Linked DNA regions of Mus musculus: all the other regions are linked to region 4. Evidence: chromatin contacts called from public HiChIP or PLAC-seq and promoter capture Hi-C data. All regions are on one chromosome and are shown on one strand. Each heading gives the region's core, a stretch centred on a gene start, on an enhancer-like site or on the middle of the called end of the contact. The rest is flanking DNA. Distances are from core to core; before and after follow the strand shown. Region 1 holds the start of Cass4 (Cas scaffolding protein family member 4). Region 2 has its middle 27 kb from the start of Mc3r. Region 3 holds the start of Mc3r (melanocortin 3 receptor). Region 4 holds the start of Dok5 (docking protein 5).

Region 1 (3,273 bases), core at 641-3,140, 1.7 Mb after region 4:
GGTCAGCCAGTAATATTACACACAGAAACTCTGTCTCAAAGAAAGAAAAAAAAAAAAACAAAAACAAGAAATAAGAAATAAAGAAAGGGAAGAAAGAAGGAAGGAAGGAGGAAAGAAGGAAGGAAGCAGGCATGAGGGGATCACTTCAGTAAATATCTGGACTTAAGGTCAGTGGCATAGCAGCTGAAAAGATGCTCAACACCGTCTGTAACTGCAGTTCCAGAGACTCTGACGCCTTCGTCAGGCATCTGTGGACATTGCCTGCACATTTACAGACATATGGGCAAAACACCACACACGTTTTTTTAAAAACTGGATGACTGATGGAGAGTGGCCTGCTACCAGGGATGCCTGGCTCGGTGAGCGAGAGCACGCCTTCTGATCTGTCCCTGTGCAGAGCAGTGGGCTGAAGCTCTTATGATTCACAACTCCTCTCTGCAGCTACAGCGTTTCCTAAAATGGAGCTCGCACTGCCTCTGATCTGACGCACCCCACCCTTTTCAGAATGTGTCTCTCTTGTGAAAAGCCTTCTGGAAATTACTACTTCTTCCCTGTGGACTTTGGCAGGGAGCATGTGGCTGACAGCTACTTCTATTTGCTAAGACAGATTCACACCGTAGTCCAGACTGGCCTAGAACTCTGAGGTGGCCCAGAACAGCCTTAAAGTCGCAGCTGTTCTCCTGTCTCAGCACTGTAGATGTGGGGGTGGGAGCATGCCCGGTTCTACATTTGTCTAGAGCCTGTTCATCCTGTCTAGTCATTGTCACCCCCTTTCGCTACTGTCGCCTGCAGATTGCTGATCACTGGTTCCTTAAAGACCATTTAAAATAGAGACAGCATTCTATCTGTTTGCTTGTTTTGATTGCATTTATTTTATCTGGGGAGGGAAGTATGCACACGAGTGGCAGTATGCATGCAGAGGTCAGAAAGACAGCTTGCAGGAGTCCTCTTCTCCCACCGTGTAATTCCAATAACTCCAACAAGTTTTCAGCTTAGCAGCTGACAGCTTCACCCACTGAACCATCTCACTGGTTCAATTTTTTTAAATTTACTTTTTTTTTCCACTTTGAGTTCGGGGCTGGCCCCAAACTTACTTTGTAAGTCAGGCTATCATTAAACTCACTGAGATTAGCCAGCCTCTGCTTTCTGGGAGTGCTGGTATCAAAGGAGAGTGCCACCGTGGTCTGGCTATGGCATGCTTTTTAAATCTCACACCTGGGAGGCAAAAATAGGTGGGTCTTGGTGAGTTTAAGGCCAGCCTGGTCTACAGATCGAATCCCAGGGGAGCTGGGAGGAGCTGCTTAGAAGAGGGGACCCTTATGCTGAAATGAAATGAAGCCTAAGCTAGTTTTGGGTTTTTGTTTTGTTTTCTTATTTGTTTGTTTGGTTTTTTTGGGGTTGTTTGTTTGTTTGTTTGTTTTTGGTTTTGGTTTTGTTTGTTTTTTGGTTTTTTTTTTTTTGTACTCCGTGGCTCCTCTCTGGATATTGGGTCTGAGTTGAGGGAAACTTTAAACTTGGGAAGTCGTGAGGACTCCACTTCATGAGTTCAGAGCACTCGCTTGACACAAAGAGCCAAGTGTGGGGCAGTATCTGGTGCTCTCAGCAGCGCCCGCTAAAATATAACCACGGAGAATTGGAGTGAAGGTGTAGAAAACGTGGGGTTCAGAGCAGGGCAGTTTACTCCTGTTACCCCAGCTGTCACACCGCAGGGGACAGGAAGGAAGACATGCTGACCCTCAGCGGAAGTCCAGCAGCTTTGCTTCATCATGGAAATGTGTTGCCTCGCTGGGTGGGAATTGTTCCATTAGTCTTCAAGGGACAAGAATGCGGTGTGATCCTACGCTGGGCTGCTCAAAGTAGGAACTTCACCTTGTAAAGCAGAAGGGTGGGTTTTTTTTTTTTTTTTTTTTTCTCCTTCTTCTTCTTTTGTGGTTTCACACAGCAAAGGAGTGTCAGCCTCCACTTACCATGAAGTGGGACAGCAGGCATGGAGGCGTGGGTGTGGCCTGAAGCTCTGGCCCCGCCTCCCCCGTTCCTTTCATTTGACTCTCTTTACTTGAAAGAATCATCTCGACTGTTTCCATGTGTTGGCAAACAGTTCCATAGAATCCAGCTCCTGGGAACCAGCCAGCAGCATGCAGTGATATTGCATCATTGGTCCCTGGAACCAGATATATCAGCGGCAGAACTCCGAGGACCCTGCTCACATCACAGCCATGAGAGGCACCAGCATCAGAGAGGGTGCGCCCAAGGTGAGTGACTGATTGGGGCTGAGTGCATGAGAGCAACAGTTGACTCAACTGTTTTTATCTTTGGGTCTCTAATGAACACGAAGGGTAGGTTATTAGTGGCAGGCAGGTTTGGAATGAGAAAGCTTTGCTCTTTACCAGTTGTTGGTTTCAAGATGACTGGAAATGATGGGGTGAAATCGGCAGGAGGCAGACAGCCCAAGCCCCCACTGTGTGTCTCTTCACCACTCAGCAAACTTCTTAAACATTCTCTCTTTCTCTGCATCCTGAAGGTGCTTAGTGTGGCTCTCAAGGATTCTGACTGGCTTGGGGCACTCACTTCTCTTGAATAGAGAGAGCTTAGACCTTGGCTCTACTCTTGCTAACTCCAATAAGGACACCCATGAACTGCCTTCGTGTTCCTTTGGGCGCTGGGGACTGGAACTCTGGTACAAACTGCAAGTCTGGGCCAGGAACCAAGAGACGGTCCTATAGCATATGTATAGCATGGCACACTGCTAACCCAAGAAGGGCACTGGAGCCTGAGATGTGACGATGGTACTTGCAATACAGGCATAAGGACCTGAATTCAGTACCCAGTACCCACATAAAAAAACAAAAAACAAAAAACAAAAACAAACAAAAAAAACAGGCATGAAAGCGTGTACCTGTAACCCCAGAGACGGCAAGGAGGTGACAGCAAGGTCCCTGTAGTTCTCTGGCCAGCATCCCTAAGACAAGCAACTCCAACTCCACACACACACACACACACACACACACACACACACACACACACACACACAAATAAAGTGGGTGGGTGATGGAGAAGGACATTGTGACATCAACTTTTGGGTTTCACACACCCATACTGTATGCGGGGGCTTGGGGAGAAGGAGGAGAGATCACAAGGAAAGTGAAGCTCACAGTCGTTGCTTTTCTGTCCCCTCCTATTCTTTCAAAATGTGATAGAATGGTAGATACAAAAGAGCCATGAAACAGTTGCTAAATGGGAGGCTGCTTGCCGGAATTAAATGTTGCTTGTCAT
Region 2 (3,228 bases), core at 468-2,967, 1.5 Mb after region 4:
TTTGTTTTTCTTTTTTCTCAGCCCCAGGCAGCCTCTAGGCTCACAAACAACCAGCAATTTCTGAGTACTTTATATGACTTACAGGTCTTGAATTTCAACTTTCTTTCACTGGCCGCTACTTTCCGGGCATGTTTGTATAAATTAGTAAAACTGCCTTTTCTGAAGGTATCCATTTTCCATCCATTTCCCAGAAAGAAAAAAATAGTCTTAAAAATCGTCTTAAGGGCTGGAGAGATGGCTCAGCAGTTAAGAGCCTTGGCTGCTCTGCCAAAGGTCCTGAGTTCAATTCCCAGCAACCACACGGTGGTTCACAACCATCTGTAATGGGATCTGATGCCCTCTTCTGGTGTGTCTGAAGACAGCTACAGTGTACTCATATAAATAAAATAAATAAATATTTTTTTAAAAAATCATCTTAAGTACACTTCTGGGCAGGCACTTCCTGTTGGTGGGCGTTATGCAGCCTGCACACCAGTACACGGCTTTCAGCTTTTCCCATAAGCCTCTACCACCCCACCCACCAGTTAATTTTCCCCTAGGCTTTGAGTGGGGTGTGTTTCTATTTATATTTGATATTTACACTGGAAAGATGAAAGGAGGAGGTCTGGGAGGGTTACAGGAGATTCGAGTGGTTGTCGCTTTTGTTTGTTTGTTTTGTGTTTTCCTTTTGGTGTGGGGCAATAATCTATGCCAACTCTCACGAATCCTCTTAGAAATTCATGGATGTTCTTGTTTACAGTCAGAACGCCCCCCCCCAACCCCCTTCCACCTTGAACCCCTCTCCTCCCCCCTGCACCTTCTCTGCCTCTGCCATTACCTGAGAGCAGACAACTTCCTTCCAGATTCCTCACGTCAGTCATTAACCCCCATCTGCCTGCTCCTGGATTTCAGTCTGTAACCCTGGAAGTGACCCCATTAGAATATAGAAAAGGAGGCACATCACTACTGCTGGGGTGGGGGTCAATAAACACCTTCTTGTTTTGGCTTTGGTGTATTTTGGGGTGGTTTGGTTTGTAGGAAGATTTTAGAGACCCAGGCAGCACCACTCTGTTGGGAAAAGACTCAGTCCACCTCTAGTGGCAGAAAGTGCATCTTGAGGTAGGTGACCCCACCCCACCCTATCTCTGACAAAATATCTTGTTAGTTAATGTATTGTCTGGTTTCGTGTGTCAACTTGGCACAAGCTGGAGTTATCGAAAAGAGCCTCCCTTGAGGAAATACCTCCATGAGATCCAGCTATAAGGCATTTTCTCTGTTAGTGATCAAGGATGGGAGGGCCAATTGTGGGTGGTGCCATCCCTGGATGGCAGTCTTGGGTTCTATAAGAATGCAAACTGAGCAAGCCAGGGGAAGCAAGCCAGTAAGGAACATCCCTCCATGGCCTCTGCATCAGCTCCTGCTTCCTGACCTGCTTGAGTTCCAGTCCTGACTTCCTTGGTGATGAGCAGCAATGTGGAAGTGTAAGCAGAATAAACCCTTTCCTCCCCAACTTGCTCTTTGGTCGTGATGTTTGTGCAGGAGTAGAAACCCTGACTAAGACAGTTAAGAAGCTTGCCTACATAGTTTAAACACATTTAAGCCTTGGTTTGTTTAAGCTCCTAGCAAAATCCTCTCCCAAGAGAATTTCCCAGAGCTGCGATGCGCAGTCTGGCCGGAAGGTGGCGCCAAATCCTCTCGTGTGGCGTTAGCGAAGTTGGGCTGCTCAGGGTCCGTATGATCCTAGAACTCTGACTTTCTATTACTTTCCACGCACATCTGCTTTCCCTTCAACCAGAGAAAAGTTTGCTGTGTATTTATTTCCATACGTGCATCCCAAGGCACAGAATAAAATTTGGTGAAATGTTTGAAATCAGCTAAGTAAAACAAATTGCAGTCTCCAAGGAGCGTCCTAGAAGCTGCAATTTACTATTCTCTCGATCCAGTCTGCACAGTTCCACTGAGGTAGGAAGTACAGCCATGGTAGAATTCAGTCGGCAAGCAAGGGCCCAAACCCGCAGTGCACTGGTGAGCACTGGACAGGGAGTCCTAGGGCCTGAGGAACTGGACTTCTCAAGGGCATTTGCCTGACAGCAGCAGGCAGAAAGCTCAGTTGTTACCTGGCAGAGTAGGGACAGAGTAGACCAGGTACCAGCTGAGAGGTGGGCTTCAGAGTCCCCATTGGTATTCAAATCGCCTTGGTGACAGTAGAGAAGTTATTCATCTGAAGGCAGATCTTTGCAAGTGGGGGATGGGGGGAGAGGGGTCTCCATACCAGGACCAAATTGGAATCCTTTCCCTGACTTCTTTAAAATTGTGCTGGTGAAGGGCACGGAAAAGCAGCTCTTGTGAATATCGGTCTCCAAGCAGGGGGCATTCGCTGTTCCCGTGTCCCCTCCCCCTGCTCCGGAGCCTTCTCAGGGATCTTGGCCAATCACAGGAGGACATTTACTGTTCTCCTGACCAGTCACAGGTGGGCATTCGCTGTTCCTTTGTCCTTGCTTCAAACAAGAACCAAAAGATCCAGACTCAAGAACCAAAACCCAGAGCCATACCACAAGTGTGGGGACATGACAGGGACCCTATCCAAGTGAAGACAGCATCCTCCATGTCCTACCTCACACACGAACTGTCACTGGTCAACAGAGGGAAAAAAAAAAGCCAGCTCCATCTGCTGACAGGAGAGATGCTCAGAGGAAATACGCTCTCAGAGAGCAGGGAAGAGGAAGCCTGGGTGACCCTAATCAGACATCACCACGCAGAAACAGCATGAGGACCTGTGCCCACTAGCGCTCATTCAACAACCCTGTGTCAGTGTAGATGGGAACAGGACAATATGAGCATATATTAAAGGGGATTAGGTTGGCTCGAACGAGATGGTCTGGGTGGTCCATACAGTCACCAACAATGATGGCCTTCATCAGAGGGGCCGAAAACCTGGCAGTTGCTCAGTTCCGAAGGCTGAGTGCCTTACTGGTACCAATTTGGCACCAAAGGGCTGGAGAGTTCCCAGATTGCTGCTGGGCTTTGGCCCCTGTTGAAAGCCTGAAGCAGCTGGTTCTAATATCTGGGAAGGGAAAAGTAATGAGGGCAACAGGGTAGATGAACGCCCTAGGGAGTCTAAAGCCTGTGACCACTGAAAAATCAAGTTTCTCCTCTCTTGCACTTTACCTGGGCTGCTACCAATGGGACTGTCTGCATTTAGTGCGGTCTCTCCACATCTAGGCATTCAGGACAAGAGCCCACACACAG
Region 3 (3,242 bases), core at 191-2,690, 1.5 Mb after region 4:
CTCAAAGGGAGCCAGAGGTTGTTTATTTTGGAAGCAAGTATGAGTGGCTACGCCTGGTACATATATATGGCTTCAGCTCATCTCCAAATCAGGTTGCAGTATGGGAATGTTTTCATGTGGTTTTATAAATACAAAACAAAAGAAAGTAATAAATCATGGTATCTTTCAAGTATATTAGTGGGCATAGCATGTAGGCAGGTTACAGCAAAGCTGGGGACTTCTTGCTCTGGGTTTCTGATGCTGTGTCGTGAGGTGGGGTGGGTGGGAATTGGTGATCTGCAAATTTATTACATTCCCAAAGGTCTCCCGTAGTAGGTGATACCCACAATATAATATTACATCACACACAGGATGGCTATTATATGGTCTAAATATAGCCAAAGATAGCTGGGAGATGTGGCTCGGTTGGTAGAGTGCCTACCTAGCATGCATGTAGCCTTGGGTTCAATCCCCAGCACCTCAGAAGCCAGGCGGGGTGATGTGCCTGCAATCCCTGCAGTCGGCACACAAAGGCAGGAGGATCAGAAGTTTAACCTTATCCTTGGCTTCATAGTGAGTTCAAAGCCAGCCTGGCATAGGTGATACCCTGTCTGCAGAAAATAAAATAGCCCAAGATAGTTTGGCCATGAATCTGTCACATCCCAACTTGACACAAACAGGAAACTTCTGCTCAGACCAGCCTACATCTCTACCAGGTCCAGATGCTGATGTAATTTAGAAAGTAGCAATGACCACCTCAGCCTCCAGAAATCATGCCCTGACCAATCAAGAGCCATCAACATTGGAGCCAAACACTCTCCTCCCATAGCAAAAAAGGTTGAGACTCCCCGAAGGGCCAGGAGCAGTTGACATACTTTAATAATAAACTATTTTTAAATGAAGGCATGCATATTGTGTCTTAGACTTATTAAATTGCACGTTTAATGAACTATTAGTGCAGGTTTCATTTTTATGTGTTCTTGGAAATAAACAAAAATTGGTGTAATTCTCGTGACTGTGTTACTTGCTTCTCTATGGAGTTCCTGGGTGACAGCTGCAATATTGTCAATGTGTGAGCACAATTCTCTGATTTCTCTTCCTCCATCCTAGACGCTGGTTGGCGGTGGCGGGGGTCGGGGGAAGGGCTGGGCCAGCGCTTCTCTTGTTTCCTTCTGTATTTCTTACACCCAGTGCAGACCTGACCCATACCAACCCACAAACGGCCAGCAGCAGAATGAATGCTGATCTCTCTTTACCGGGCAGGTCCGAACTACTCCTACACGAGCGCAGGTGAGCAGTCCGGACTGCAGGGGGCGCCAATCTGCTTCCTCATCTCCCCGGTGGAACCCGGAGCCCCGACCTGCTGTCAGTCAGACAGTGCCAGCTGCTCAGTGGTCATTTTGCTGCACTGGAGATGAAGTAGGAGTTCCGATGCATAAAACCCGAGTGCTCTCTCTTCTCACATCTAGCGTCAAGTCCCACAACCCCTGGCTCGCTAGAAGTAGAGCTGTAACTGTAGCAACGGGTGTCGGGTGGGGATGAGAGAAGACTGGAGAGAGAGGGTCAGAGCTAGAGGGGATGAGGCAGGCTGATCAGACTCTGCACTGATTGCTGGAGACCGCAAAGGAAAGTTCTTTCTATGTCTCCAAGCCCCACTCCCTCTCTATCTATCTATCTATCTATCTATCTATCTATCTCTCCCTCTCTGGAGAAACTAAAGTCTAGACTGGACAGCATCCACAAGAGAAGCACCTAGAAGGAGAATTTTCCCCAGCAGCTTGCTCAGGACCCTGCAGGAGCCGCAGCTGGGACTGGACCTGCTGTTAACCATGAACTCTTCCTGCTGCCTGTCTTCTGTTTCTCCGATGCTGCCTAACCTCTCTGAGCACCCTGCAGCCCCTCCTGCCAGCAACCGGAGCGGCAGTGGGTTCTGTGAGCAGGTCTTCATCAAGCCGGAGGTCTTCCTGGCTCTGGGCATCGTCAGTCTGATGGAAAACATCCTGGTGATCCTGGCTGTGGTCAGGAATGGCAACCTGCACTCTCCCATGTACTTCTTCCTGTGCAGCCTGGCTGCAGCCGACATGCTGGTGAGCCTGTCCAACTCCCTGGAGACCATCATGATCGCCGTGATCAACAGCGACTCCCTGACCTTGGAGGACCAGTTTATCCAGCACATGGATAATATCTTCGACTCTATGATTTGCATCTCCCTGGTGGCCTCCATCTGCAACCTCCTGGCCATTGCCATCGACAGGTACGTCACCATCTTCTATGCCCTTCGGTACCACAGCATCATGACAGTGAGGAAAGCCCTCACCTTGATCGGGGTCATCTGGGTCTGCTGCGGCATCTGCGGCGTGATGTTCATCATCTACTCCGAGAGCAAGATGGTCATCGTGTGTCTCATCACCATGTTCTTCGCCATGGTGCTCCTCATGGGCACCCTATATATCCACATGTTCCTCTTCGCCAGGCTCCACGTCCAGCGCATCGCAGTGCTGCCCCCTGCTGGCGTGGTGGCCCCACAGCAGCACTCCTGCATGAAGGGGGCTGTCACCATCACTATCCTGCTGGGTGTTTTCATCTTCTGCTGGGCGCCTTTCTTCCTCCACCTGGTCCTCATCATCACCTGCCCCACCAATCCCTACTGCATCTGCTACACGGCCCATTTCAACACCTACCTGGTTCTCATCATGTGCAACTCCGTCATCGACCCCCTCATCTACGCCTTCCGCAGCCTGGAGCTGCGCAACACGTTCAAGGAGATTCTCTGCGGCTGCAACAGCATGAACTTGGGCTAGGATGCCCGTGGAGGTGTTCCACATCCAGCCAAGAGACAAAAACAACGCTCAGACGGGACGTAAAAGGGTGTTAGGAGCTGGAACTGTGCTTGGCTTCGTCTGTAAGCTCGTGGCCCTTTGCAGACGGGACACGGCGTAGGATGGGCTGTCTGTGAGGATCTGTGTGTGGGTAAGTCAGTTTGATCTAGCACATAGCCTGGAAGAATCAGGCAAAGCAGCCCTGAGTGTCATCTGTGTTCATTGCTAGGCACCCAGGGTTTGTGGCCCCTGCCTGCTTATTGGCTTTGTACCAGTAACTGTGCTTCAAGCCAACCAGACCGGAGGGCTCTCGTGAGCAGAAAGAGTGCTTAGACTTCCGGCAAGCATCCTGGCTCACAGCGGCCACCTCCTGACCACTACCGGGAGAGCTTTGCACATATTCTGTGGGAGATTGAGTGAAGCCCTGAAAACAATGTGATATTT
Region 4 (3,142 bases), core at 447-2,946:
AATATTTGTTTCTTCCCAGCTGGCATTTTCTAGTGTGATTTCATCATCATTATTTCCAAACCCATTTCCCCCCTCATCTATGATTTCTGTTACTATGGGCCAGCCACCCACTTCTAGCTTCTTATGCAATCGATTCATTTTCTGTTCCTGTGACACTGTAATTGGTGTACAAATGAAGTGCTGGACAGGTGTCGTTCACAGACACCTCCGCTTCACGGTCGCCATGGGCAGGGTCGGTTAATAGTGCTAGCTCTTCCAAAGCAGCCTTCCAAATGACTTCATTTTCTCCTCTTTGGGCAAAAGGCGGACACTTACAACATCATTTTTCATAGAACAGAAACACGAAGACAGAGCAGATGGTTTACAATATAGCAAAGAGTTCTCCTCATGGGCACCTCTGTTTTCTGGTTGTCCCAATTTAGCCTCAATTCTATGACACATTCTTGGGTGATTTCTCTTCTTTGACTGACTAATACCCATCAAGCCAGGATGACTAAAGTGAGAGTTCCCACAGACAAAGGAAGTCCTGTATGATATTAGAGATGAGGGGAACTCAATGTCATCAGATCTCAGGACCTGTGAAATAGATGACTCGTCCTCTGTGACTCTCACTGAAGGTCGCCCAGCTCATTAGCTCTGACTGAGGTCACCTCTGGTGACCAAGAATGGTCTAGCTGTTGAGTAAAGGGAGACCAAGACCTACGTTGGAGATCAAGAAGCAACCTTGTGCTTATGACGTCAGCCCAACATCGTCCCTTCAGCAGCCTCATCCCGTTGTCCTGGCCCTGTGCTGGCCAGCTGTGGGATGGTGGGCAAGTCCCCAGGGACTGCCTCTTCTCAGCTTCGGATTCTGTAAAACCTAGATGCTAAAATCACCATCACTCTTCCCGTAGCAAAGCCGGGAAAGACGATGTTAAGAGAGTATCAGCGGTGATCAACTTAAGTTTGCTAAAGGAAGGCGGAGCACAATGTTTGCCAGGGGCGGCTATCTTGTCAGGTTATGAAGGTTTACGTGGGAACCTGGTAATTACACAAAGAGGCCACACCTCTATGGGCGCAGGGGAGCTGAACAAAGTCAATGCGTACAAAGGATGCCCGGTACAAGTTGCTACTGACAAAGTCCTGAGATTTATTGATCATCTATATAGAGCGGGGGTTGGGGGTGGTGGTGGTTGAGGACAAAGCAGTGACAGACCAAGAATCAGCTCCGGAGAAACTTACAGTCTTACTGGGAAGACAGGCTCAAACCAGAAAAGGGACAATGATACAAGCCTCGAGCTTCACAGCAGGGAGTCCTCATGGAAGAGCTGAGCATAAGCCATGGGGATGGAGATGGCTTTCCCTTTATATGTAGAGGTCACAAGTAAACCACACAGCTCAGTCTCCCTCGACACAGACACACCCTTAATTAGCTCTTATGTGAAAATGATGGGGCTGAAGGGATGGGTTGGGGCACACACAGCTGTTTTTTTTAAAAAAAAAGAGTCCGATGTCCTTCTCTCTAAACGACAGGCAGGAGCTGGAGCTTCGTGGATGTCTGCTATGCGCAGGGACGCGCAGCCGCCCCTGGGGAGAGGAGGTGGGATCAGGGCGGCTGGGGGCCAGGTGGGCGGAGGCCGGGGGAGGGGATCCGTGCGCTCCTCCTTCTGGGCCATCTCTGCTTCCTCCTTCCTCTCTTTGCTCCTCTGTTCTGGTCCTTCTCCTCCTCCTGGGAGCTGGAGCGGCTCCTCCTCCTGGCAGGCTGCCGCCCAGTCAGCTGACGCCGCGCTCCAGTCTCGCCTCCCCGCCGCTCTCCCCCAAAGTGGCTGCTGGGCGCCGGCGGGCCGCCCACTTTCAGGCTTTGGGGAGACAGGGGAAGCGATGTGCGCCTTCTGACGCCTGGTTTCACCGCATCACCTTGTTAACTTTCACTCCCTCAGTCTCTGTCCTGACCCTCCTCCCCACATCCCTCCTCGAAGCCACTCAGGGTGCCGAGCGCACGCTGGGGGCAGCAGGGTCACTGTCTGTCTGGGATGGCTTCCAATTTTAATGACATAGTGAAGCAGGGGTACGTGAGGATCCGGAGCAGACGCCTAGGGGTACGTATCATCCTTTCTGTGATCCTTGTTCACGACTTCAGGGTCTGTGTCTGCGGCCAGCATCCCGGTTCCTGGCGCTGGAGATTTGCTTGGTGGCTCTCGCAGCCCACATCCCAGGCTACCGCGGCTGCGGCGCTAACGCCAGCATCCAGTATGTCATGGAGCTATCTTTATCTCTCGGATGGCTTGACTTTCTGGCGGTGGCTACTGGAGCCCATTGACTCGGAATAAATATTTCCCGGTAGCCATGGGTGCTGAATCTGGAAAGCATGGCATGGTGCTGAGCCTGCCGGATGTCCCCGGCCGGCATCCCACTCGCGCCAACTTAACTTTTCCAGGGGATGGATGGAGGCCAGGACACAGGGCAGATATTCTGAGTGGGGATCAAGGTCAGTGACTATCTGGCCCCAGGGACTCTGCTCTGCGGCTCAGGTGTTGGCAGAGGAGGAGAGAGCTGGCCTCAGGCAGGGCCAACTCCCTGGTAGAACCCCAGATCGGAACTTCCTTACTCTTGAGCCTGGGCAGTGGGTTTCTGTTTTTTAGACTCCACCTTCTGAGTCCGACTGGGCGATCAGATCCACATTTCTTGTGGAGCATGGTGCCTGCGTAAAGCTCCTGGAATATGAGCTGAAAGAATGAATGAATCCCAATGGCTCCCATCTTAAGGCTGTTTGCTTTTCTCTTGTTGGGGGCACTTCAGGAGAGAACCATCCTGCCTTTCTTTGGGTTTTAAGAGACAGTACAGTCTTTAGGGAGGGGTGGACATTGGAGTATGTATGCACATATATGTATATGAATATATGTATACATATATATGAATATGAATGTGTGTGTGTGTATTTCAGCCCACCCCACTTCTTCTTGCCATGTGTCTAATACCTTGGCTGTTTTTGTTGGTTTGTGTTTGTCAGAGGCTGGGGGCGGGGGCGGGGGTGGGGGTGGTGGTGGTGAGGCAGAGCTGAGATGTAAGTTTACTTAGCAAGGAAAGCTAGTGTTGGTGAGAATGTCAATGTCTCCATTAGGCTGAGTGATCCAATGAGTATTTTTGTCCACAAATACATTGT

Evidence for each region. Promoter capture Hi-C pulls out the DNA fragments that hold promoters and counts their contacts. HiChIP or PLAC-seq counts read pairs in DNA pulled down with a chosen protein or histone mark.
Region 1: a contact with region 4 is called in a promoter capture Hi-C map of embryonic stem cells, with 6 times the contacts expected there. The contact joins the promoter of Cass4 here to the promoter of Dok5 in region 4. A contact is called at or near these places in 4 of 39 promoter capture datasets (cranial neural crest, embryonic stem cells and hippocampal neurons).
Region 2: a contact with region 4 is called in an H3K4me3 HiChIP or PLAC-seq map of neural tube, with 8 times the contacts expected there. The contact joins the enhancer-like site here to the promoter of Dok5 in region 4. A contact is called at or near these places in 2 of 39 promoter capture datasets (embryonic stem cells and hippocampal neurons), 3 of 484 Hi-C or Micro-C datasets (cortical neurons, frontal cortex and nephron progenitors) and 3 of 115 datasets of contacts at active chromatin or transcription factors (embryonic forebrain, forebrain and neural tube).
Region 3: a contact with region 4 is called in an H3K4me3 HiChIP or PLAC-seq map of embryonic forebrain, with 8 times the contacts expected there. The contact joins the promoter of Mc3r here to the promoter of Dok5 in region 4. A contact is called at or near these places in 4 of 39 promoter capture datasets (cranial neural crest, embryonic stem cells, liver and 1 more), 2 of 115 datasets of contacts at active chromatin or transcription factors (embryonic forebrain and forebrain) and 1 of 9 other capture datasets (embryonic stem cells).

The regions. Positions count from the first base shown.
Region 1 is chr2:172,391,754-172,395,026 of GRCm38.p6, forward strand. Cass4 (Cas scaffolding protein family member 4) reads left to right here and starts at 1,891. Exons shown (of 7, transcript NM_001080820.3): 1 at 1,891-2,252. The coding sequence starts at 2,217.
Region 2 is chr2:172,220,199-172,223,426 of GRCm38.p6, forward strand. No RefSeq gene overlaps it. Among named protein-coding and RNA genes, the nearest start is that of Mc3r, 27 kb to the right of the region's middle. Within about 2 kb of position 1,718, at least 1 of the 459 cell types and tissues checked has an H3K27ac peak or open chromatin away from gene starts, as enhancers often do. A contact at or near this core is called in neural tube, where this site is marked.
Region 3 is chr2:172,247,052-172,250,293 of GRCm38.p6, forward strand. Mc3r (melanocortin 3 receptor) reads left to right here and starts at 1,441. Exons shown (of 1, transcript NM_008561.3): 1 at 1,441-3,242. The coding sequence starts at 1,809. The coding sequence ends at 2,780.
Region 4 is chr2:170,730,111-170,733,252 of GRCm38.p6, forward strand. It overlaps Dok5 (docking protein 5), which reads left to right and starts at 1,697. Exons shown (of 8, transcript NM_029761.4): 1 at 1,697-2,078. The coding sequence starts at 2,013.